Linked DNA regions of Mus musculus: regions 1, 2 and 3 are each linked to region 4. A link is a contact called in public promoter capture Hi-C data. All regions are on one chromosome and are shown on one strand. Each heading gives the region's core, a stretch centred on a gene start, on an enhancer-like site or on the middle of the called end of the contact. The rest is flanking DNA. Distances are from core to core; before and after follow the strand shown.

What was found. Promoter capture Hi-C pulls out the DNA fragments that hold promoters and counts their contacts.
Region 1: a promoter capture Hi-C map of liver shows a contact between it and region 4, with 2.3 times the contacts expected there. The contact joins the promoter of Adora1 here to the promoter of Sox13 in region 4. A contact is called at or near these places in 5 of 39 promoter capture datasets (the 3T3-L1 cell line, fetal liver, hematopoietic stem and progenitor cells and 1 more).
Region 2: a contact with region 4 is called in a promoter capture Hi-C map of liver, with 2.8 times the contacts expected there. The contact joins the promoter of Btg2 here to the promoter of Sox13 in region 4. A contact is called at or near these places in 1 of 39 promoter capture datasets (liver) and 3 of 115 datasets of contacts at active chromatin or transcription factors (astrocytes, embryonic midbrain and pancreatic cancer cells).
Region 3: a contact with region 4 is called in a promoter capture Hi-C map of liver, with 2.1 times the contacts expected there. The contact joins the promoter of Cyb5r1 here to the promoter of Sox13 in region 4. A contact is called at or near these places in 1 of 39 promoter capture datasets (liver), 1 of 115 datasets of contacts at active chromatin or transcription factors (pancreatic cancer cells) and 1 of 9 other capture datasets (adipose tissue).

The regions. Positions count from the first base shown.
Region 1 is chr1:134,230,717-134,236,974 of GRCm38.p6, reverse strand. It overlaps Adora1 (adenosine A1 receptor), which reads left to right and starts at 1,518. Exons shown (of 2, transcript NM_001008533.3): 1 at 1,518-2,960. The coding sequence starts at 2,620.
Region 2 is chr1:134,076,028-134,082,591 of GRCm38.p6, reverse strand. Btg2 (BTG anti-proliferation factor 2) reads left to right here and starts at 3,437. Exons shown (of 2, transcript NM_007570.2): 1 at 3,437-3,680; 2 at 4,889-6,564. The coding sequence starts at 3,539. The coding sequence ends at 5,223. Gm31974 (a long non-coding RNA gene) reads right to left here and starts at 136. Exons shown (of 2, transcript XR_878547.1): 1 at 1-136.
Region 3 is chr1:134,404,437-134,411,141 of GRCm38.p6, reverse strand. It overlaps Cyb5r1 (cytochrome b5 reductase 1), which reads right to left and starts at 5,361. Exons shown (of 9, transcript NM_028057.3): 1 at 5,089-5,361; 2 at 4,680-4,829; 3 at 4,471-4,543; 4 at 3,990-4,096; 5 at 3,439-3,568; 6 at 2,655-2,738; 7 at 1,456-1,541; 8 at 550-649; 9 at 1-235. The coding sequence starts at 5,103. The coding sequence ends at 63.
Region 4 is chr1:133,419,420-133,425,615 of GRCm38.p6, reverse strand. It overlaps Sox13 (SRY (sex determining region Y)-box 13), which reads left to right and starts at 1,404. Exons shown (of 14, transcript NM_011439.2): 1 at 1,404-1,740.

The DNA.
Region 1 (6,258 bases), core at 269-2,768, 810 kb before region 4:
ACCAACCAACCAACCAACGAAAAACTCACTTTGCCTAACACCGTGCTGGATTGTGTCTATCATTCCAGTATTGGAATGAGACAGCTAAAATGACTGAGTTCGAGGCCAACCTGAGCTACATAGCAAGTCTTTGTCTTAAAAAATTAAAATTAATTATGTGAAAGGCTTTATGCCTTAAAGGCCCTGAGTCAAGGAAAGAAAGAGCCAAGAGGCACAGATGCCATGCAGATCTCAGCCTCATGTCGCATGGTATGGGCAGGGGCAGGATGGCAGCTTGCTCTTAGGAGTAGGGAGGAATGGGAGGTAGGCAGGAAGGATGCCTGTCATGGATGAGCTGATCTTTTGTCATCAAACTCACAGTCCCCTGTTGTCTGAGGGTGGAAGTGGAAGTGAAGCCCTGGGTCTCCTGGAAGTGTCCTCCCCTCATTGGGCTTCTTTCTCTGGAGAAAACCGAATAGCTCCCACCCTTCCTCCCAGCCACCCAGGTTCCAGAGGAAACTGCTCCTTCCTGTGCTCCTGCAGCACACCCCAGCAGAAGTTGCTCTCCCTCCTGTGGGCAGAGCCCTTCTCCTCAGCTGGGATCCAGCAAGGGGGCAGCAGGTTGTAGGGTTTCCCCTAGCCTGACTCACCCAGCTACTGTACAGTGCAGACCCTTGACCAACAAACAGGATTTCTCAGGGTGGGATCTCTCTATAAGGCACTGAGAGGGAAGGCTTGGGGCTGTGCGTGAGCCAGTGATGAAGTGAGGGCCAGGGACACTGTGGGGGAGGGCGAGGTGGGGAGGGCACTGTGGGAAGGGCACTGTGCTGGTGCTTCAGTGTGTTAGTCTTTGGCAAGTTCCTTTCATTTCCCAGCCTGAATCTTTTTCTGGAGCACAAGGGATTGGACTAGATACTGTGTAGTCTTAGGTGCTGGGGCAGAAAGGAGAAGGAGAAGGAGGAGGAGGGGGAGGGGAAGGAGCATAGTAGTGTAACACTGACAGTGGGGGTCATTTCTCTGAGCCTCAGCATCCTCATCTGCAAAATGGAAATTACGAAGAGCCTGAAAAGCACTCTGAGCGATGGATGAGAAAGGGCTATGACTCAGGAGACTGCCTGCAAAGTAACGTGTGTGCGGGAAGCCTGTGCGCTCCTGACAGTGCTGGGACTGCTTTCCTGAAGAGAGTAGGTTTTAAGATTAGGGGAGGCGCCCAGATGCCAATGGTTGGTGGCGGTGGGAGACCAGAGAGGGGCCCTCTTGAGTCCCGCAGGTGATTAGGGCTTGGGCTGTCCGCCTGCTGCATTGAGAAGGGAGGGAGGGAGTAAGGGAAAGAGGGAACACGGGAATCGGCACCTCGGTACTGTCCCTGTCCCGAGGCCGGATCCATACATCACACCATTCGAGACGCTCACGTTTTCCCAGCTTTTCTCACACTGAATCACTTCCTTTGTTTAGAGGAGGGGGTAGGGGAGGAGACGGAGGGCGACGAGGGAGGGGCCCGCGGGTGCCGCCGCCGCCCCCGCCCCCGCCCCCTCCCCCTCCCGGTGTGCGGAGCCCGATTGTCACTCAGCTCCCGCGCCGGGGGCGACGAAGGCGCCGGCGCCAGAGTGGAGTCTCGGCTGGCTACCACCCCTTGGACATAACTGGCTAGCCCTGGGTTCCCCTGGCATCCTCTGAGGGAGCGACTGCCCAAGGTTTTGAGGTCTGGGGATACTTGGCTAGACAGTTCAGGTGGCCAGGCGCTCTGCCAGCTTTGGTGTGACCTTGGGTAAGTCTGTGGCTCAGTTCGTGCATCATGAGTGTGCAGGAAAGGGGTGGATGAAATGACTGGGGTGTCCCCCTTGGGGCAGTCGATGGGTAAGGATTCTGGGCAGAGCTGGAGCTGGACCAGGCTTCTGTTAAGAATCGGGCACCAGCGGCGTCCCAGGTGGGTGGGCACAGGGTAGGCGTGCGCGCACGCGGGGAATGGGAGCCGGTGGACCCGCCAGGTCCTGGGCTTAGTCCCTCAGAATCACGCCTGCCATCCAGTCCCAGGTACGAAACAGGGGCACTACCTCTTTAAAGGCGTCCGGGGCTGAGCCTCTGCCACACCATGTGATTGCTTGAAAGGCCGGGCTGGGAGCGCAGCGGCGGGAGCCTGGAGAACGATGAGCCGATGCGCGCGCGGTGCCCAGAACCCAACCCTGCCCGGCGCGGCTCCGGAAAGCCGCCCGGGGAACTTAGGGCAACGCCTTTGGGACCCCCTACCGGTTGGCAGGCAGGATGGTGAGCTCCTTGCCTCCGGGTCGGCGGACACCTGTGGGCACTGTGGATTCACAGGGGATCCTTGTGGAGTAAGTGTACAGGGAGCCACCTCACACCTGATACAAAAACCAGTGGTGGAGTGAGTGCTGCTATTTTAAGTTGCTGAATGGAACCTCTAAGGACAAGGGGAGGGGACAGAGGTTAAGCAGATAGTGAGCCTGAGTGTCTGGCCAGCTTGGGCAGGCACTGCATCACTTTACTGGGGCACATCTTCGCAGGGCTGCCTATGTCCCCCTCCTTCCCAGGCTGGCATCCCCACCGCAGGCTTCCTGACCACAGGTGCTGGCCTCGCGCCCCAGGGCGCCTGTCTGCTGATGTGCCCAGCTCCTGCCCACCATGCCGCCGTACATCTCGGCCTTCCAGGCTGCCTACATTGGCATCGAGGTGCTCATTGCCTTGGTCTCTGTGCCCGGAAATGTACTGGTGATTTGGGCTGTGAAGGTGAACCAGGCACTTCGCGATGCTACCTTCTGCTTCATCGTATCCCTGGCGGTAGCTGATGTGGCTGTTGGCGCCCTGGTCATCCCACTGGCCATCCTTATCAACATTGGGCCACAGACCTACTTCCACACCTGCCTCATGGTGGCCTGTCCTGTCCTCATCCTCACCCAGAGCTCCATCCTGGCTCTGCTTGCTATTGCTGTGGATCGGTACCTCCGAGTCAAGATCCCTCTCCGGTGAGTTCATAGCAGCCCAAGGTACTCTGTGCAACCCTGTGTGGGGCTTGGGGATGAGCAAGAGAAGATGAAAGTCAGCACACATAAGCCTCCTAGTCAGCCAGGTATTCTCCGGGCATTTGGATCCCAGCCCAAAGTGCCTTCCTGGGCTCTGTATGGGGATGTTCAGCAGAGCTGCAGTGAGAGAAACAGGAGGGGCTGGGTGTCAGAGAATTACCATCCTGACAGTGCCCATGACCTCAGTGCAGGGACCTGGAGCCTCTGCAACCAGAGAGTCTGAGGGAGCAGGTGAGGTCGGGCCTGGAGTGGGACTGGAACATTTGGAAGGGCTGGCAAGACAAGGGACAGCCAGTATAGGCTTGTGAATGATCTGGGTTCCACCGGACTGGGAAAGGAGGAGAGAAAAGCTTCAGGAGAGAGATGAGGACATGCAGAGGGTGGCACACCAGGACCCAGGGTGCTGCTGCTTCTCGGACCAGACCAAGCTGGCTTCCAGAAGGCACTGTTTAGCTCACTTGTTCGGCAAATGTTTCTGTACCAGCCAACTCCACCCTCCGCGCTGTCCTGCTGAGCCCAGAGGGCTAGTTGCCTCTGCCCAGCCTCCCCTGAGGCAGGGAGCAGGCTGGTGTTGCCCTTCCTGTTCTGGCTGTTGCCTGCGGAGATGCTTTTGCTGTTTCTAGGCAGCTCAGGGTGGGAAGCCTAATGGTGACACCCCTCATAGTGGGGGGTCCATCTCCCTTGAGGATCCCTGCCCAGGCCTACCAAGCCATAATCTTGGCACCAGGCACTGCCTGGGTCACCAAATGCCAGCAAGTGCCTGGGCACCCTGCCAGGAACTGGCTCTGCTGGGACACTCTTTTGAGTGTGTTTCCCCCTTCTTTGAATTCTTGTCACCAGTAGGTTCTCTAAGGGTGAGCTTTAGCCATCTTCAGCACCTGCTGTTTTATGCAGCTTCCTCCTTCCCCTATCTGGAACCTGGGGCCTCTGGCCTCCCTTGGCAGTGTGCCTGGGCAGGCCTGGGCACCGGTAGTCCTCCCTTTGGTCACGTTTAAGCACGTTTCACTTTTCCCAGCCTCTTTTCGTGTCACACGCTCCCTCGCTCCCTGTGTCCAGTGTGGGAGGCGGGGCAGGAACTGGAAGAGAGGAAGCAGGCTCAAGGGATCTCCCTGGAGTCAGGTGTGGAGAGCGTTATCCAACCATGTCCTCCCTCTGATTCCTGAGCCTGGAACTCCCCCCCCCCCCCCATGTCAGCCTCTCCCTATCACTCCCAGCCTACCTCCCTCACGGCCCCAAGGTTTCCCAAGGAAGGTGGGGGCACAGGCTGCTGCTGTTCCAGGGGAAAGGAAACAGCCCAGAAGCCTGGCAAGCTCTGTTCCCAGGGCCTTTCACGCTGCCATTAGCCCCGGGCTGCTGGCCTGTACCAGTCAAGCTAGTCTCAGTCCATTAGATGGGCTGGGCCTCAGTGTTCGACCATTACAACAGTGTGGCCACATTAGAAACGCACGCAGATGGGCAGACAGAGGAAGGCTGCTCAAGAAAGTCTTCCTGCTGGGTGGGTGCCAAGGCAAGTTACAGGCCCTGTCCTTCCTACCCGGTGGGCCTGGGACATTGAAGTGACCGAGCTGGTGGGAATTGCAGGCTCATTCGTCCCAGAGACAGCTGAGGCTACTTTGAAGCAAGTGGTGGTGGGGTCAAGGCTCTAAGAGTTGAGGGTGAAACACAAGTTGAATTTAGTGCAGGCCTGGGCGTGAGTGCTTTTATGAATGCCTAGCTGTGTCACCTTGGGAGAGTCACCTAACTTAACCTCTTGAAACTTTAATTTCTTCATCTATAAAAGGGGACAGACATAGTAATATGGCTGCTTGGAGTTCCTGGAAAAATATATAGCAGTGACTATTATTTCTGACATTTATTGTATGCAGACTGTAACTGAGAAGTTTAGCTTCATTATTAATAAATGCCTTGAATTGAGACTGGAAAGGTACAATGTTTCCCCCAACCCAAACACATGTGCTCTTAAATGGACACACACACAACCCCGCCCAAAAAGGTGTAAAGAACTGATAAGTTGTATACGTACAGGATTTCCCTCTCTCCATGGACTGCCAGTTCCTCAAAGGCAGTAACCGGGACAGCAACAACATCTTGTCTGTCTCTGTGAATTACCCATAATGCCCTGCAGCAGCAACAAACATATAGTCTTTGGTACTCTGGGTTTCCAGGTCACATGGGTGAGTCTCAAGCAGGCTTTTTGGGGAGTGTCTCTGTCTTCTTGTTGCAGCCTAGATCTGTCCTCCATTCAACTTCAGGACTCTGCCCATAACTGTCCCCCCTTGTTCAGCAGTGTCTCTGCAAGCGCTTCCCTTCCCTCCCTCCCCCTAGTGAAAAAGAACTTTCTCTCAAGTTAAAGCCTAGCTTCCAAAACAAGGTTTGTTGGCCAACATGCTGATCACTCTAGAGCCAGGCCTGTCACCACTCAGGTACCCTTCAGGAGGTACAGAATGCTCTGTATCTTTTGGGCAGCTGGAGCCTATGGGATGCCAGGCTTTTGAGCCCTCAGGCACCTGGCTCCCTGCCCTGATATGCTAAGCAAAGGTTGCCGTGGCCCTGGGCTGTGAGAATAATGCCACTGAGTGTTGGTGAGATGTGTCTGGGCATCTGGATGTAGGAGTCAGGTACACCTTCGCAGAGCAAGGATTAGGCTGGTCAGTCAACAGCAGGTTTTATTTCTTTCTACTTAGCAGAAAGCCGAGAGTAGAGAGAGTCACCTCATGCAGCGTGACCCAGTTACGTTATTTTTGAAGTTGAAATAGTTGATTGTCAATAATGTGTGGCCCTTTACATGTTGTGCACCACCCACCCACGCTGGGTAACTGAGCAGTGATTCCCTTCCCTCCTAGTGCCAGGGACTTTTCACCGTTCATCTCCCTACCTCCTCACCCAGGGCTGTCTTGGTACTCTGTCATAATTTGGTGTCTGCTCCAGCGTGCTCCCTGATTCTGTGAGAAGGCTGTCCTTGGCTAGATGGGTGGTGGTGAACTGTGACAGGGGTTTTTGGGTTAGACCTGAGTTTGAACCCTGCTGTGTTACTGGATAACTGTGCAGCCTTAAACGCCTTCCCACCCTCCTGAACATTTCTCTGCCTTAACCGTGGTTGCATTCAAGGTCACGGAGGTGCCTTTTGGCTCTCACTCTCTGTGGTTCCTCCTCCTCCTGGTTCCTGCCAATGCTGTCTTGGGAAACCCAGGCAGGTTTTATGTTGGGGTTTTCCACTCCTAGTGATTGATCACGTGGTAGC
Region 2 (6,564 bases), core at 2,188-4,687, 650 kb before region 4:
CCGTTCTCCTTATTCTGGTGTCCAAAACACTCCAAGGACAGGAGGCAGTGGCGACCTGGAAGAGAAGAGGAGTGACACCTTTACTTTGAAGCTTCTGCCCGTTCCCATCAACTTAGACCAGCTTTCCCCCTTTGTTTAGTTTTTGTTGATGTTTGAGATCAGATCTCACCATGTAACCCTAGGTGGTATAAAATCTTCTATGCAGACCAGGCTGGCCTTGAACTCACAGACACCTGCCTTCCTCTGTTTCCCCAGCGCTGGGGCTAAAAGTGTGTGCCACCACAGCTGGTGCTATCATCAACTAAAAGGCAGTTTAAAGGAATTTCTTTAAAAATTAGGACTCAAGTAATGTATTTGATGCTATCAGAAATCAGTCCTAAGTCCTAAGTGGCAGCCAACACCTTTAATTCCAGTGCTCAGAGAGGCAGGGGCCAGCTGGTCTACCAATGGAGTTCCAGGCTCGCCATGTTGAACATGTTTCAAAACAAACAAACAAACAAAGTAAAAGATTCTAGAACTTAAATCCTGATTTGGAGATGTTGCTTCTGTGTGGTGACTTGGGAATGTTGAGAGTAAGATAGTTAAGCCACTCTGTAGGCTCAGGAGAAGAGAAGCCGGGAAGGAGGAGGCCTGCCTTTGGTTCTTGGGGAGCACGGTGCACTACAGCATCAGAGTACAATCTAATGGTGTCTCTGCAGAAACCCAGCGGATAATACCACGCTGCAGCAGCACCCCCAAATCAGGACTTAAGTTCTAGAATTGTTTGTTTTGTAACACGGTTTCAAGGTGTAGCTCTGACTGGCCTAGAACTCTGCAGGTAGACCAGGTTGGCCCCTGCCTCTCTGAGTACTGTGATTAAAGGTGATTGCTACTACCACACCTAGCCTTAGAATTGATTTCAGGGTTGGGGACACCTTACCTGTGTGGCCAAGCAGCAGGGACTGGGGAAGCCAATGACAACAACACCACATTTGTAATCTGCAAGCTATATCCTGTCCTGGCTCTACTGAGTGGTCACTGCATAAACTGCAGAGAGATGTGAACATACACATAGGGGCATGTTTGAGTTAAAGAAAAACAAGGCTGATGTTTTGGGTTGCAGAAAGCTTTTTTCCATTAATCTGGTTATAGGATGTTAGGCCCAGAACACCAAACCCGAGCCAAAGACTCTGGGAGATGACAGTAAGAGTGTCAAATTCAGGAACTGAACAAACCAGTCAGATCAGGCTTGTGCGCTTTGACCTATTCGGCTGCCTTCCTTGGTGGCTAGCCTTGGTCAATTCTGGCCTTGCTGACAGCTGACCTCTCTGGTTCATTGCATCTAGGTTACCTTTCTACAAGGTCAGCCCTGCTTCCTGTTTAAAAAAAAAAAAAAGCAGGAATAATCACCTCACCCTTCCTGTCCCAGCCCTAGAGGAGGGGCAGTGAAGAAGCCATCCAGGGGTGTGTTTAATGCCAGATTGCTAGAGTCCCAGGGCATTTTGATTCACCCCGAGAAACAGAAGGAAGAACATTCAAAATGAGAGGTGTCCGGGAAATATGAGGCATACAACATAGTAGCCCACTCCCAAGTCCCTTGTAAACTGATGCTGGGCCAGGGGGAGAGGTCCTGCTTGTAAGGCTGAGGCAGGAGGATCCCCAGTTTGTGATGAGCTAAGTGACCACAGGGGTAACATCAGTTCAGCATTGGGAGGATGGCATGTGTTTTCAAGGTGAAGTTTCAGGGATCTGCAGGAGTATGCATTGGCGGCTAAGAGGTAGGAAGGTACTCCGAGTTAAAGACACAGCCATGGTGTGTGAGATAAGGGCCATGTTATAGACAAGTGAATAGTGGGGGAAATTCTGTGACCCAGATGGCAGAGCTGTCGTGATACTGTCTTCTGACAGTGACGAAAGGGACCCTATAGTACAAAGTGGTAGGAACCTACAAAGGTAGGTCGTTTGTAGAAAATGATGAAATGTCTTGCTGGTCAGGCAAATGAGTCCAGGCAACCTGGCAAGGGGGGGAGGGGTTGTCTCAGATGGTTTGAGCAAGGCAAGAGCAAGCAGATGGACACTTTAGAAAAAGACTCTTTCCGGGAAGGTGCTTTGGGCATGGGAGGGGAAGGAACCCACTGAGATTATTTAGGGATGAAGAAGCCAACAGTCTTGGGACCAGGTCTGAGGAAGCAAAAAGAGGGTCTGGGTGCTATAGGGACAGTGATCAGTAGCTTTGTCTGAAAGGGGGAACAGGGAGGGAGGTAGCTTTAGAGGGAGCACTAGACATTTAGAGGGAGGGATAGAGCATGTGGGAAAAGGGACAGAAGTATTGATGGGAAGTCCACTGAAGAAAAACAAGCAGCAAAACAGACAGTGGAGAGAAAAGGGAAGAGGGAAATGGGGTAGGGTGGATACAGAGGATCCAGGTAGGGAAGCTGGTGGCTCAGACCAGGGATACAGGGAGAGAAGCCTGGCTTAGAACTCAGGGAAAACAGGATTTTACACAAGCCATGGCGCTAAATTCAGGCCCCATCCTGTGCAGGGCTCAGAGATGTGGGTGACAAGTTGCCCCACTCAGTAGTCTGCCTAGCTTCCTGGCACCAGTCCCTGAGCCCCTGCGTGTAGACAAGCCAGACCTGAAGCCTTTCCTCTGGGGAGCTAGTGTTTACAAAAGCCTCAGTGCACAAAAAGGAAGGAAAACAATCAGGGAAGAGGGAGGGGCAGGGAACTGATGGAAAACTTTGTACAATTCACACCAGATTACTTAAACACACACACACACACACACACACACACACACACACACACACACACACACACACACACAGACACTGCCATTTAAAGGAAAGTGAGTGCTGGAAAAATAACCCTACGGACAGAAAATACTCTCCTCGACACTCCTCCCACCAAACAGTGAGAGCTGATTACTTTTAGGCAATTACAGAAGAGGAAGAGCAGAATTTGTTGGGGGAGGTGGAATTATTATGGAAGCAAAAAGAATACAATCCCCATTGCTGAAAACACGAGGAACCCGTTTTGATCAGCTGGGGGGATGAGTGGCAGAGATGTTCAGGTAGGGGGGTGAACGGCTCTGTCAGTGTCTGTCAGGAGACATGGGAGAAATAACATCGGCGAGGGCATCCTGGAGGAGGCAGCAGGCAACCTGGGTTTTGGCGCTGTGCAGAGACGACGTCCGGGCATGCCCGGTGTAGCGCGCTTCCTCTGCCCAGGTCCAAGGCCCTCTCCCGCCTGCCTCCCACAGCACGGGAGTCCGGTGCTTGTTCCCAATAATGACGTCAGTGAGCGATGACCTCAGCGCCTGGGAGGCGCGGGCGAGCTGGCGGGCGGGGCGGAGAGGGGCGGGCGCAGGCGGAGGGGAGAGGCGAGACACCGGAGGGGCACGCCCCCATCCGCCAGCGTCGGCCAATGGGCGCCACCGACGGCTCCCCGCCTCCCCGAGTGGTATGAAAGGCGCAGCCCGGGGAAAGTCCGGGCAGAGCCCGAGAGGTGGCCAGACCGTCATCATCGTTCTAATACAGCTACTTCCTCAGCCACCGGTATGAGCCACGGGAAGAGAACCGACATGCTCCCGGAGATCGCCGCCGCCGTGGGTTTCCTCTCCAGTCTCCTGAGGACTCGGGGCTGCGTGAGCGAGCAGAGACTCAAGGTTTTCAGTAGGGCGCTCCAGGACGCACTGACCGGTGAGCACACGTCGGGGTCTTGGAACCACTCGGGCGCGGCCACTTCTTGCCTGGGGTGTCTTTATCACTGTTCTGTGACGGGGACCCCTACGCGAACAACTCCGGGTCTCAGATGTCTTTCTCTAATTAATCTCTGAGGCCACTGATGGTCCTCTGTCCCTTCGGTTAAGTCCCCGTCTCCCAGCCCTCCAGTCCCCGCCTCGCTCCCGAGGCTCCGACCCTCTTCCTTGAGTACATTCTGAGACCCTGACAACACCATGAGAAAAGTCAGTGTGTGTGTGTATTCAGAGTCCGAGCTCACCCTTATCTCCGAATCTTGGAGAACAACAGACCCTCAGGGGATGTGAAGCCAGGCCAAGCTGTGCGACTTTTATGCGCAATTGAACTTTCTAGACAACTCTTGAGTCCTAGCCACTGTTGCTGTATAGTCCTGAGCCTGTCATCATACAGGCCCATTCTGCCGCGTGTTTACCCGCTGCAAGTTGTAATCTGGGCCCCCTTTGTATTTTTTCTTTTTTGGTCCCTCTTCACCATCTGCCACCTATTGTAGTACAGAAAAGAGCCTGGTAGCCTAGCCAACTGCGAGGGCGGGGAGGGGGTGTGTGTGTTATGGAGGCAGGGTGTGAGGGACGGAGGTGGAGGAGTGATAAGCCACCCTTTAGCCTCTGTCCGCAGCTGTTATAACTGGTTGGTTGCCTTGGGCTGCGATAGCCATCTCTCAACATGTTGGCACAGATCTGAGGACCAACAGCTGTTTCATCAAAACAAAACCATTTTTTATCCCCTTACCTTTGCTAAAGATCTCAAAACTCTTCTGATGCGGAAGGGATGAGAGGCCTTGTGACTTGTTGGGCAACCAACAACATTGGCCGCTTACCTACCGGCTTTGAAATTTCAGTGCCTTGGTCGTCAGAGGCCCTGCCGGTTCTTGCTAGCCCTTCCTGCCTTAAACAGGATTGTGCCAAAAATATCCATGACCACCATAGAGCATCTACCTGAAAGCTCTGGGGCTGCTTTCCAGTGTACAAAAACTTGGAAAGGACCCAGGAATCTTTCTAAGTGGCAGGGGGAGTTTAAGGAGAGGCTCTTAAATACTGTCGCTGAGAAGAGGAAGTCTCCTCCCCAGCCCTCTCCCCTCATCCTCCCCTTGTGGTAAACATCAGAGAATGCTTTCTAACGGCGCATCTTCCTCTTGTTTTTTTCCACAGATCATTACAAACACCACTGGTTTCCAGAAAAACCATCCAAAGGTTCTGGCTATCGCTGTATCCGTATCAACCACAAGATGGACCCCATCATCAGCAAGGTGGCCAGCCAGATTGGACTCAGCCAGCCCCAGCTGCACCGGCTGCTGCCCAGTGAGCTGACCCTGTGGGTTGATCCCTATGAAGTGTCTTACCGCATCGGGGAGGATGGCTCCATCTGTGTCCTGTATGAGGAGGCCCCGGTGGCTGCCTCCTATGGGCTCCTCACCTGCAAGAACCAGATGATGCTGGGCAGGAGCAGCCCCTCGAAGAACTATGTGATGGCCGTCTCCAGCTAGATAGGAGCCACCCGACCCTGGCACTCTACTGTTCTCATGCTGCCCTGACAACAGGCCACCGTATACCTCAACCTGGGGAACTGTATTTTTAAAATGAAGAGCTATTTATACATGTTTTTTTTTTTTTTTTTTAAGAAAAGAGGAAAAAAACCAAAAGATTTTTTTTAAAAAAAAAAGAAAAAGAAAAACAATTCTTTAAAGGGAGCTGCTTGGAAGTGGCCTCCCCAGGTGCCTTTGGAGAGAACTGTTCTTGATTGCATCTGTGAGCCAGTGTTTGCCTAGGGGAATGGGTTGGGGATTGGCCTAGCCAAGGTAAAAGGGGATTCTTGGCTGATCCCCCCAGGAGGTGGTGGAAGGGAGCAAGGTTAGCAACTGTGAATGAGAGGGGTCAGGGTCTGCTCTGGGTTACCGTCCCAGCTGGGATGCCTGTATGCCTGGTCCCTCTCTTACTCAGGGGCATTCAAGCCTGATCTTAAATAATACTACATTGCCTAATCTTCTCTTTTGTTTTTCGGCTGAGATCAGGGGCAGACTGAAAGGCCTCTCCTGTCCCTTCTGTTCTAAGCAGTCTCTTGAAGCCGTGTCTCGTTTCTGAGTCTACCCTTGGGGGCCTGAAGAGCTTGCTTCCCAGCCCGGAATCTGTCTAAACATTTTTTGGAGGGTGGGATGTAAGGCAGGCGCGCAAAGACTTTGGGGCTAAGATGGAGAGGACCTGCACAAAACCTTTGCTTTGCTCTGTGCTGCTTTGTATGGGTGGATAGTGAATAATTTAGGGATGATTTGCAATGGAATTTTGGGACCCAAAGAGTATCCAATGGGGGTAGGTCTTTTGGACCCAGTCCTTCCTTTTGGGAACCACACGACAGTCTGAATGCTGCTACCACTATTCCTTTGAGAGGTGGCTCAAAGCTCCAGGGAACTCCAAGTCCTTTCTTACTGCCTTCTCTTCAAGAGCAACCTTCCCCATTTTTTCTTTCCCCTTTCCTGCGGTTGGGTCCTGGAGGGCCCTATTTCCTAGGACAAGCGTTCTCAGTCACTGTGCAATAGTCCCAGGATGCTCTGAGACCGGACCTCCCAGCCCCTCCTGATGCCCTGGTAGGTTTTAGGGACCCATTCTTCCCATTCTTCTAGGGGTTCTGACTGGCTGGTGGGCCTTGCGGAGATCTTCCTGGGCCACAGGGAGGGCACCTGTGCACTGCAGGACTACCTGGTATTCTTGTAGGGCTGCCATGAAGAGTCAAACCTTGGGCACAGCTTTAGCTCCTTGGTGCTCAGAGCACCTGTGGGGGAGGTTACCTCTCTCTCTCTCTTAGTAAAATCCAAATTTATTTGTAGATGTGT
Region 3 (6,705 bases), core at 4,112-6,611, 980 kb before region 4:
TTGGTATTCAAGAATCGACTAGAAACAACTGCACACATGGGGTGAGGGAGGCTTTGCGAAGCTCAGTAGGTGAATCGCATCTTTTGTGAATAGCCCAGCTTATCCAAGTTAGGGTGGCAGGCCAGCTGCACCATGGGTGGTGGTCCACAGAGCAGCAGCAGCACATCCTCTGCTGGGGCAGGCAGGTGCTCCTGGATCATGTCAGCCGTAACAAAGCCCTTGCTGTAGGTCCAGTCTGGAGGACAGGGAGGAGAGGAAAACACGTACTTCAGGTCCATACCAGCAAGAGAATGTGATGTCTCCAGGACAGACCCTTGGGATGACCAGAAGGGATCCTGAGGTCTCAGGTTGGAGCAGCGACTACAGCCACAGCCCTGCCGCCCACCTGAAGATAGGAGCCTGACTTTAAAGGGATCACTGTGTGTACCTGGATTTGTGATTCTGGCAGTGTCAGGAGGATCTGTTTTACTGAAACCAGAACTCAAAGAGGGGCAAGGCCTTGATTTTGATAACGACGGACTATCTAGATGTTCAGAAATGGCAAGATACCTTCTGGAGGAGAGTCCAGAGTGAACCAGAGCTTAAAGCGATTAGGATACTGGGCCTGAAGTTCCTCTAGGTCCTCCCGCAGGATTATATCCCTTTCAGTCTGAAATGCAAATGGAAAAGCAGAGACTTAGAAACCGCAGGTCCATGCTGTGACAACCTCGCAACAGAGAAGGAAAGGAATACCAAAGGCATGCTAGAGTTCTAGGGAGAGGCTAGACTTGCAGTGTGTTTAGGGTGCTGAGGACCAGGAAGTGGCCTTCAGTTACACATTACAAAGGAATATTTGCCCATGAAGTCTCAAGGGCCTATGGTCAGCATGAGACACCTCCATCTTCTCCTGCTTCTGTGGCTTAATACTAGGTCCTTTTTCCTTCTTTACTTTTTTATTTTAAAGATTCATTCATTTGCTTTATGTAAGTACACTGTCCCTGTCTTCAAACACACCAGAAGAGGGCATCAGACTCCATTACAGATGGTTGTGAGCCACCATGTGGTTGCTGGGAATTGAACTCAGGACCTCTGGAAGAGTAGTCAGTGATCGTAACCACCGAGCCATCTTTCCAGGCCCCCATCTTTTCTTATTTTTATTTTATGAGTGTTTTGCCTACATGTGTATAAATGCATTTCATGAGTGCCTATTGCTCCTGATGCCCAGAAGAGAGTGCCAGATCTCTTGTAACTGGAGTTAAAGAAAGGTGTAAGCTGCCATTGTGGGGGCTGGAAACCAAATCCTGGGCTTCTCCTTGATGGTGCCCTCATTCCTTCTTATTGTTATAAAGGACTCTGGATTCGTAGAGGGGCTTCTGGACAGATGCTAGACTAGTTCCCAAGCCAGTTCTGTCTGTCTCAGCCCATCTAGTCACACAGCCAACTTGGAAGTGCTGGCTCTCAGAAAAGGAAACCAACCTGGTTGGCAAAAAGCAGAAAGCACTGGGTTGGATCTTCAGGGACTTTCAAGATGGCCCGGATCAGCTGCAGCATTGGGGTGATTCCTGAATGAGGATATCCCACGATGAGATGTGCATACTCTCTCTTCTCTCTCTCTTCTCTGTCTAGCTCCTTCGCTGAGCAACCCTGTCATCTCAGTTTATCACCACACTGCATATGCTCTCCTGCTGTAGCCAATCCTCTGACCTCTGCCTGCACGTTCACCAGGACCTGCTTTTCTGAACCTTAATAGTCACATTAGAAGCCAGAGTAGAATTCCTTCTAAGGAGTTCATCTAAAACACTTGTTCGGAGGATCCCTTGGAGGTAGGACATTATAGATTAGGCCGAATGGTGCATGCCTTTAATTCCCAGCACTTGGGTAGCAAAGGCTATCATATTTCTGTGAGGACAGAGTTCTGGGCCAACCAGAGCTACATAACAAAAACAAAACAAAACAAAAAACGAAGTCATACATATACACCAACATCCCTTCTGATGAAGATTTCTGGAACACTGCTTAGAAGAGGGAAGATCATGTTCTTCAGAATCAAGCACAGTCAGGTTTGAATCCTGGCTGTGGCCATTACTAATTAAATAACCCTACAGAAACCAACACGCTAGGAATCTCCATTCCCTCATTTGCAGAGGGAAAAGCTCACAGCTACCTATTTATAGGGTAGTAGGTACCTAACAAATAGTCCTGCTATATATAGTACTCTTACTTTTCCTGATGAGATATAGAGGATTGAACATGCTAGGTATGCTCTCCCACTGTGCTCACTAAACTGCCCAGGCTTGGTTACAATATTTATGTATGCAGCCTAGGCTGGCACTAAACGTGTGATCTTCCTGCTTCGAACTCCCAATTTCTGGACCACCAGGCCCGCACCACCAGGCCTGGCTTCTTCCTCCTCAAGTATTCATACTTGGCTGTTTCTCTTGACGTCATTAAATCCACTCAGTTTGTGGAAGACCCTCCTGATTGACTGCTCTCCTTCTGTCTGTGAATTTTTGTTATTGTTCTTTCTACTTCTTTATGATTTCCGCTACTGGGGAAGTGTAGGCAGTGCTGGTCCCTAGATTAAGGACTTGTCCTCTATTATCAAACCTGAGAAGGAACCTGCAGAGCAAACCCCAAGAGTGCTAAGCAAAAAACGTCCCTCAAGTGATACAGACCTGTCCCACCAGCAATCATTCCCAATTTCTTCGCCACTCGCAGTTCAGGTGGAGATTTTTTGTTGGGCTGAATATTAAAATTCCCTGGGAAGCCAAGTGCAGAATTAGAGTCAATTTAAAACAGGAACTAAGTAAACAAACAGAACAGAAAGCATGCCCTAGGCTGTTTAGCAGCTGCTATGAAATCTGATCCTGGCACGGGCTTGAGTGGAGGTTTGAGTTTAACAGACCGGGACAATTACTCAGGAAGGACAATGGCGCTGGGATGTCTGTCTGCTTCTCAGTCAGTGCAGGCACAGAAGCCACACTTAAGGGCCCAGTGATCCCACACAGCCTGGAAGATTCAGAGGCAGCGCAGGCAAGGGAGGAGTGCGGAACGAAGACCTCTGGCAGAAGATTGTCCCCTGGTGAAGGTGGTAGGCTTGGGGCCAGGGTGAATTTCCCTAGTGGTCCAGAGCATCACCAGAGACAGGGCACAGTACTCGGGTCGTCTCCATGGGAAGAACTAAAAAGCTTTCTCTTTTGGTCCTTGGCCAGAGGGAAGTCTTTGGTGAAGGAAGGAGAGGCATAGGTTTCCTCTGGTAATCTCCACAGGGTGAAATCTGCCTTTCCATATAGCATGGTTGCTTCAGGAGACTTTGCCCAGGTACACCCATGCACACATGCAGATTCTGGGGGGAAATGGAACAAGGAGGTTGAAGATGGGACTGGGGCTGGGCCTGGGGGCCTTGGACTGTAGGGACAGGAGAAGTGAGACTGTAGGAAGGAAAGGACAGATACTCACCTTTCCCAGCATAACTGAGCAACCCGCTCGGCCCCCGGAACTCCACCATATCCCCAATCTTCAGGCTATCCAGGTATTGAGACATCTTCCCTCCTTCAGGAAATTTGGGGTGCACACCTTTCAGATAAACCTGATGAGGCAGAAAGAAAGAAAATGCCACATTTGAGATGTAATGAAAACCAAATCAGAGCGTATTACACCCATAATCTTTTCTCCCTTCCCTTAGACCCACAAAGGACTCATCATTTCCTGTTGTCAGAGGAATCCAGGAAGCTTCTAAAAATCCCAGAGTCTTTGGATTCCTTTTCTTTTGGCGTCTCTGCGTGTGTATGCACATGTATGCATACACATCTTTCTTGTTCTCGAAAGGCTAGCTTCCCCCCAAACTCTGAGTTTCTAATAATTCTCAGATACCCATTTCCCATTTTCCAGTAGAGACATGCTGAGATTTCAACTTTTACATGAGTCCAAACTGAGGCTTGGATGGCAAGTGCTTTACTCAACAACCCAGCCATCCCCCCAGCTCGGAGATTTCCTTTCTATATACTTACCTTGATGACAAGATCTACATAGCCTTGGTCTTCATCACTGGTGACAGGGGTGTAAGGCCTGATGACCAGACTGCCATCAATTCGGGCAGAGAGGTAGACGTGCTTACCTGGGAACCATGGAGAGAGACACATAAGCTGCAGTCCCACTGAGAGGACCCCTCCGCAGTATCTCCTGCCTCCTCCCACCTTTGAAACTCCCTACTGCCAGGGCCTTAGCAGCAGCAGGTAAGCAGAGGATTTGCATAATGGAAAATTAGTGTTTTCTGGGATAGGAGGCGGGTTATAATAAGTCCTAAGGAAAGAGAGAAGCCTGGAGGTTAGAGATGCGTAGGGGCACAGAAGCCACACCCTAAAAGAGTGGTCCCTCATGGGCTGAAGGATTGACAGAAGGGCAATGGTTTTTCTTAGCAGGAAAACCACCTAAGAAGTGACTCGCCCTCATACGATGCCAAGTAGAGAAGCCCACTCCCTTTTTTCTTACCCACAGGCAGCCCCAGAATGTGGTGGGCGGTGGGCAAGGCAAAGCGGAACCTCCTGGTGTTGTGGCTCACTGTCTAGAGGATAGATGACAAGATGTTTCATCAGGCAGGTCTGGCCTGCCAAGTCTTTTGGAGCAATCCAACCACTCTCGATGCTATCCCTCAAACTAAGTATCCACTCTCTGCCCTAGCCCACTTCTTCACAACTTACCGTCTTGTCTAGCAATCGCAGCAGGTACTTCTCATCCGGGTCCTGGAGAGTAACCTGCGGCCGGCGGGATCTTCGAACCAAGTAGGTACCCAGAGCCAGGCCGAGCAGAGTAAGCAGCCCCACCCCCAGAGAGGCTAGCAAGACCGGGCTCTGTGGATAGAGGAGGAAGCGTGATCGCCACGCTGAGGAAGTGCCAGGGTGTGGGTGGAGGACCAGGAGTAGCGATCCTGAGCTCCAGCGAGAAAGCATGCCAAAACCTCAGAAGCAAGCGGAGCAGTGAACTCAGCCCGCAGCTCGTGCAGCGAGACTCCAGCATCCAAGGTGGGTATGGCACAGCCCCGCGGGGCAGACTGCCCAGAACCAGCTGAGGCGGTGACCCCGGGCTCAGGGCACAGAACGAGGGTCTTACCGGCTGGATCCCCATGACCTAGAGGTGCGTCCCGCTCCGGTGGGGCGGAAAGATCCCACAATGCGCCGCGGGGCGGGCCCGGAGGCGGAGCTCTCCGGGGCGTGGTCTATGGAGGAGGGCCTGACTGAGGCAGGACTAGCGGGGACTATGCCCCCCCCTCTTCCGTGCGGAGTAGGTGGTCCAAGGGCGTGGGTATCTTGGCCGTCTCAGGCCCTCCTTTTGAGAGCTTTCTTCTCTCTGCAACTTAGACCTACCCCAAAGGATGACAGTTTTGTCTGACATGGAGCCAGGCTAATTAGCATGATGAGAAATCTCGCCGGTCTGAGAGTCTCACGGAGAGTGGAATGTTGAGCCACGCACAGGCTTAAAATAGAACAGGAAGCTTTCAGATGAAAGTTCTTGTTTTTTTTTTTTTTTTCTTCCCCAAACAGGCTACTTTGCCAGACAATTGAAATGCCTAGCTGTTGTGTCCGGCCAGCAGACCACAACCTGGGTTCTAGCCTGGAAAGGCATTTTGGAAACCTGGAAGAGAAGAGGGGCTAGGTGGCGAGAGAAAAGAATGTAGCCAAGACAGTTACTCTGATCAAGGCTCAAATTTTATTGTTGCGACACTAGTTATGAAGGAAGGGGGAGGGGACCCGATTCCCGCCGAATAATCTCGGGTCCAGTAGAAAGGTGCACGTGTGTGGCTCCTCAGGTTCCAGCAGTGGGCGTGGTAGAACGAATGAGCAGGAAGCTCCACCCCGAGCAAGCAGGTTTCAGGCTGGGGGAGGGGAGACTACATCTCCTCCCTTTTATTAACAAAATTAAAAAAAAAAGAAAAAGCTGGCCTGAGGGGGGAAAATTATCTATGCTCAATAGTTCTGCCTGGAATCTAGGGCTAAAAAAAAACTTGCTTCACTGGGATTCTATAACCTTTCTTATGGTAAACTGTATCTGGCTTAAGACTGTCCTTTCTTATCTTAGTGAACAACTAACTGAAAAGCCTGGAGCTGTAGGCTCTGACTTTATAATGCTAATTAGTACTTGGTAGGTAACTTTCTAGTTGAATTTTAAGTAGGGCGTTGGAACTTTGGCTAAGTTTGACTGAACAAATGTGAAATACACTATAATAACACTAAGTTGATATTTCTCCGCTTTTTTGGATGATAGGTGGGAAACAGGGAGAAGGAGTGACCGGCTCTTGTAGTACAAGGCCAATTGGCCTTTTTATTTGGGTGGGAGGCAGTGAAGGGCTTGCCCTTTCAATAGTACGTCTCCAATCTCTCTCCCCCCTATTAATTAAGTTAAATAAGGCAACGCTTAACTGAGGTGATCAAATGATTTTCTCATCCGTAGATGAGTGGGCTTTTAACCTTGGCTTGGGTGGACATGGACCCGATTCCTCCCGTGGGTAAAACCCACACATGTGGCTCTTGGTACCTTTTGGGGAGGCGAGGTAGAGCCGGAGAATATTTTTTATTTTTAACCAAAATTTGGTACCAACCTCTTTCAAACCGGGTTTATCTCACAGGAAACTCAGAAATGGTCAAGCCGGACCTTCCCTTGCAGTAAGTATCTCTGCACCAAGCGGTGCCCATACTGAATTTGTACAATCACAAACCAGTATGCACAGTT
Region 4 (6,196 bases), core at 155-2,654:
ATCCTCAAAGATTGCCTGAGAAGCTGGTACCAGACAGAGACCCAAAAGACAGAAGACTATGGAAGAGTTGTCACCCAGGCAGGGAAGCAGGGACTGATGAAATGCATGCATCCTGTGGAAGCTTCCTGCTTGGCCACCACTCGAGAGGGAGAGGGTCATACAGTCCCACAATGGGCGTTCCTTCAACCAGCCCTGCTCCCACAGGTCTTCAAGACGTACTTCAAACTGTGGCCTTTCTAAGGAGACTCTGATCCAAGTCCCCATAGCTTAGCATCCTTGGTAGACCCTATGGCTCTAGCACTTTGTAGAATTAGAGTCTTCACAACATGGGAATCCAGAAAGGGCTGCCACTGTGTCATTCATCTTGGTGATCCCTGGCATCTGCTTGGGTCAGGTTTGGTGTAGACATTTAATAGATGGGCCGAATGAGGAGAAACCCTTCTTCAAACAAACCTTCCTCCTAAACGGGGCAGGAAGAAAGGAAGGACTTGTTGGAGAAATTCTAAAAAGGACAGGGCTAGGGAGTGGCTAGACATTAGGAAGCTGTCAGAGATCTGATCGCATCAAAGCAGGTCTCTCCTTGCCCTCAGGTTGGTTTCAAATTGAGATCCTCCTGCCTCAGCTTCCCAGGTATTATAGGCATGAGCCACTCCCAGCTCCAAGGGCAGTTCTCAAGGAGCATGCCTTTAATCCTAGCACCCTGGAGGCAGAGCCAAGCAGGTTTCTGTGAGTTCGAGGCCAGTCTGATTTACCAGTGAGAAAAATAAAGTTCAATCTCGGGTCTCTGGAGGAGGCTGTGAACTGGACTTGTTAAAAGGAATGAAAATTCCCCATAGTAACTCTCAAACCTGGGTCGAGGGGACTAGGCAGAATTCACCTTCCTCCCCCTATTTTCTCTATCCAGTGGGTCACTACATCTCCACAGGTCTCACTCTGGAGAACCTCTGCTGTCCCCTTCCCAGCACAGGTCTCCAGCTGTTGAGGCCTGGCTGGACCAGCTGCTGGGAGGAGGAGGAGGAGGAGGAGGAGGAGGAGGAGGAGGAGGAGGAGGAGGAGGAGGAGGAGGAGGAGGAGGAGGAGGAGGAAGCTCTGTCCCTCCCTCCTCCATCTCCACACCCTCCCTCCTCCCCCGCCCGCTCGCGCCCTCCCTCCCTCCCTCCCTCTTTCTCCTCGGAGGCTGTCGGAGTGGCTTTCGCAGAAGCGAGCGGCGAGCGCCCTGCTCCAGTCCCGCCTGGGAACTGAAGTGTACGAGCGCGGCTCCTGGAAGCCGAGCTCCGGAGCGGCCGGCGGAGGTCGAAGGCCGAGGCGGCGCGCTCAGCTTCGGAGGCCCTGGCTTTGGACCCAGCGGGCTCGGAGCTGCGCGGAGGAGCAGAGCGCACTGCCCGCCGGCCTGGCGGGCGCAGCGGCCGCGAGTCCGGGAGCCGGACTGCGGAAGGGAACACGGCGGCGGCCAGCCGGGGGCAGAGGGCAGAGTGCCGAGCGGCCTGGCTCGGAGGAGGGCGCCGCCCGACCCGTCCTCAGCTCGGCGACCGTGGCCAGCGGAGCCCGGCGGGCCGCGGGTCCTGAGCGCTTCCAGCCCACGGCGGGGGGCGTGCCTCCGCCCGGCCGCGCCGCCCCGGCCCGCTGCCCGCCGCGTTGCCGGGGCATGTGAGCGGGAAGGCCAGGCTGCTGGCTGCCGGGACGCACTGAGCAGAAGCCGGAGCGCGGAGTTGCGACCCCGGGCCCGCGCCCGACCGATTAGTAAGTGCGCCCCTTCGCGCCGCGCGCCCCATCACCCCAGCCTCGCGAAGTTTGACACGCGCGCCCCCGCGTTCCTAGGGACACGCTGGCTCTCTGCCGCGCGACTTTCCATCTTGGGCAAAGTTTTTGCCAGGCGGAGCCGATCCTACCAGACCCCTCACAACGCCGGCCGGTGGCGCCGCGCTGATCCCGCGTCCTTTTGGAGGGCAGTGGCTACAGGCCGTTGGGGGTGGCGTGCGCGCGCCACGCGAGCCGGGCTTCGGGGGTCCTCTACCCGCCCGCCCTTTGCGACCCGCCGGCCTTAGGTCTTTCGCCCCAGCCTGACCAACGCTCCCAGTTTAAGCACTCCCAGCCTGAGCTTAGATGTCCCCGTGCGAGCCCCACGTGGGGCTCGGGTACCCGCAACGCGGAGCTCCGGTCCCGGGGTGCATTGGGCAGCCGGGGTTCAGCGCGCGCCCTTCCCACGGCTCCGGTTCATTCCCCGCGGACCAGCCGGGCGCCGCCTCCCATTTTTTCAGCCCTTGCTGCTCTTCACTCCAGCCTGCCCCTTGCCACCCCTGCGTCCCACGGTGGAGTGTCGGAGAAGCGCCTTTCAGCCCCTTTCACTGTAGAAATAAATTGATCACAGGACTGATGGGATGGGGGTGGGGGGTGGTCGCGTAGTCCCAGCGGTTCGCCATTGTTTTCCCATCCCACGTTCGGTACGTAAACACACACTCACGCGAGTGTGTGTGTGTGTGCGTGCGTGTGTTTGCACGCGCCAGCTGCGGCTGCTCAGATTCCCCAGGAGCTCTAGGGTCGCCCGCGGGATCTCCCCGCAACCAACCTACATGTCCTGGCAGGAGGTGCCTCATTACTTGAAGCTGGGGGGGGAAAGGCACGGAGAGTGGGAGCTGTCCCAGAGTCCTTGGCGAGGCCGGGGGTCCGGCTTGGGCTGGACGTGAATTTTGAACTTCAGCCTTGGATCATTCCGGGAGGACCCCGGGCGCTTGAGCGGTGGCTCTAGCCTGGGAGGGTCCCCAGCAGCTGGCGCTCTTGGCAGCATCTCCGTGACAAGAGCTTAGAGGAAACTGAGGAGTTTTCCTGGGAAGTTTGCTTTAGCTCTGTGGGAATTTCCGGGCCCGGCGCCTTAGCGCTGGCGCTGGCAGAGGGGTCTGACCTAAGGCAGTCAGTCAGTGATGCTGCCACTCCGAGCAAGGTTCCCAGAGACCCTGTTTCCAACTTCTTGATGCGGTAGGAAGTCCCTCACTGTGTGCTAGATTCAACACACTTGGGTCTTGTTCTTGACCGAGATGGGTCGCTTGATCCTGGCGATGTCCAAACATCGCCTGTACTTTCTCAGTTTAAAAAAAGGGCGGATCTGTGCTTCTATCTTTGAAGCTGGTGTATGTTGATGGTTTGAAGGATGCTGGTTTGGAAGGCCTGTACCACGGAACGCCAGATAGCCTTGTAGTTAGAACCAGGAAGCTAAGCTGGAGTTGTACAGTAGTGCAGCCGCTGGTGGTGCCACCGAAGGCAATTTGACCCACCTCCCTTGCTCAGGTTACTTATCTGTATAGTGAGGTTAAATTCTGACAGTGGCCACCTCGTGGGGGTGGTCTTAAGGATGAAAAGTCTAAAGGCAATCTCAGCGCCATGCGGCACAAAGTAAATAAATGCTCGGCAACTGTTAGCTTTTGTTGTCGGGATGTAACTTAGTGGAAGAGCTCTAGCTCAACATGCAGGAAATCTTGGGTACTGTATTCAGTGTGTGCATTTGGGAAGTTAGCTGTTGTTTCTTATTACTAATCATATTTACGTCTATTATTGTTGTTACTATTAGTTTGTTTTCCAATACAGGGTCTCTGCGTAGCTCTGGCCGCTCTGGGACTTGTTTTGTAGACCAGGCTGGCCTCGAACTCAGATTCTTCTGCCTCTGTCTCCTGAGTGCTGGGATTAAAGGCACAGACACCATGCCCAGCTAGCTATTGTCCTTACTGTAATAACAGTATTATCAAGCCCAGGGCCTAGTTCATACTGGGGAAGTGACTACCACGGAGCAGTATCTCCAACCTGGGCCATTATAATTTAAAGGACCGTGTATAGAGCCCACAATCTTTGTGATTGTGTCCGTTTGATCGATTTTAGTAATTATCACTTATGGGGAGGAAGTGACCTCACTCTCCTTCCTACCTCTTCTGGATTCTGATCTACCCAAACTTACCTTCTTGTTACTTACCTGCTTCAACCTTTTTGAGTACTTTTTTCCTTCCTTCTTCCCTTCCTTCTTTCCTCTTAAAAATTAATCTTCACACCATGTAGCATTCTCCCTGGAAACAGCCCCAGGAAGGAAATGTCTTTGAAAGGGTATTCCCTGGACACCCTGGTCTGTGCTGCAGACCCAGGATTGGATGTGCATTTGTGTCTCAGAGAACTGGGTGGATTTTCACTAAGAGGATCCCAGGTGTCTGGGGCTCAGGGGAAGTCAGGTGGGCCAGGCAGACTGCCTGCCCTAGAGGGTTCTGTTCCCAGGGTAGGATCTGTTTCCTGTTGCTGGGGCTCACTTGAGAACCTAGCCTAGCTAGCCTGGCTGCCAAGCATACTGCATCTGAGACTTAGATAAATGAGAGCTGTCACCTCCAACTTTACAGTGACAGTTGGAGAGGCTACTCGGAATGTAGGGGAGACACAGGTTCTTGTCTTTATTGCGGCATAGCACAGGGAGGGGAGATCCAGGGGCACCCCTTTCTTCCTTCCCTGACCTTCTGACCCTTACCAGGCATGGGGGCTGGGGGTGGGTGGCCAGTGTGGGAAAACTTGGTGTTGGGAAGGTCCTGCAAGTAGGCGGTTTGCAGATGCAAAGTTTAAAACATCTGCTTCATTCCTTAACAGAAACTTGTGGAAGGAATATGCCAATCTCCTGCCGGGCCTGGGCTAGACAGTGTGATAGTAGGTGGACAAGTGGATTGCCTACCTGTTGTAGAGCGGCTGCTTTCTAATGGGGGTCCCGACCATTAGAGTACCAGACCATGAGAAAAAATACCCAATGTGGGGAGGTAGAGCACAGGGCAGAGGACTTGTTGGGAGGCCAGTGAAGACTGCCCTGGGAAGAACTCAGGATAGCATAGGCCTGAAGACAGAAGGATCCAGCTGCACACAGCTGGGAAGAGGAGCATTCCAGGCTGAGGCACCAGCAGATGCTCTCCTCCTCCCAGGTCAGAACCAAGTATGCGGCTTGGTGGTTGGAAAAGAGCCTGTAGGATCAGGAGGGTCAGAGCCTGGCTGGTGGCACCTGGTAGAGTGACTGGGGGTTGGGGTGGGCTGCATTTTACTGTCAGCTCCACAGGAAGCCGTTGGAGAGTAGAGTGATTTATGATTTTTTTAAGATGATTTGATACCAAAGAAAGTGATCCCGATTGCCCCAGGGCAGGAAATGATGGCTGAGGGAGGAGAGATTGTGTTTTTTTGTTGTTTATTTTGTTCTTTGTAAATTTAGTACATGTGCACACATATCAACAATGCCCCAACCCCCAAAATACTTTTAACAGAACACCTTAAAACCTGGAGAAAGTACAGGAAAAGCTGATATGTGTCCACACACTGATACATGTATGATACAATCTGGTGCAGTTAGATGTGTACATGTAGAAGGTTTTTTATGTTTGTTTAAAAATTTTTAATTACACTTATTTATTTAGTGTTTGTGTGTTAGTGGTAGGGACTTGTGGCACTGTATTTGTGTGGAGGTCAAAGAAAGAGATGGCCTCCACTTTACATATGTCCACATGGAGACATACTTGTAGGGAGGGGAGCATGGAACATGTGGAGTTCAGGAGAAACCAGAGGGGAGGGGTGTGTGTGTGTGTATAATTCAGAAGCACCAGGACCAGGAATCATGAAGAGATGTTGCCAACCTCAGGTCCACCCTGCAGCCTTATTTGCACATGGGAAGTAGCCCAACAGGGTCTTTTTGCTTTATAAACAAAGAAACAAAGAAACAAACAAATAAAAACAGATTTGGGAACTGTGTGTCGTATGAGAAGGACTTAGGTAGAGCAGATGTCCTGTTTCTGGTCCATGAGGTGAGACAACGGCCCAGAGAAGATCTGTCTCTTAGAGCTGCTGAGGCCCCTGGGCTGTAAGGCTGCTAGGTAGCTGTTGGTAGCTGCATGTGCTCCTCCTGGACACCCATGGGTCTTGCCCTTGAGGGCTCACACACTAAGGTTTTCTCTGGAGGTTTGGGGTGGCCTTTCTTGAGCTACCTTAGGTGTGCTTTCAGGAAGCTAATGCCGTGGTAAGGGGAATCCACACCCCTGTCCTGCACCCCTCTCCTCAGTACATTGATGGGTGAAGCTGAGTGTTTGCAAAGGCCTCTGTGCAGGGAGGGCTGCCACCTTGAATGGGAGTTATTTTCCTTTTGCTTAGGAGGGCCTGTTTCTGCCTGCACTTGCTGCCATTCCTACCCTTTGCTAGTCCC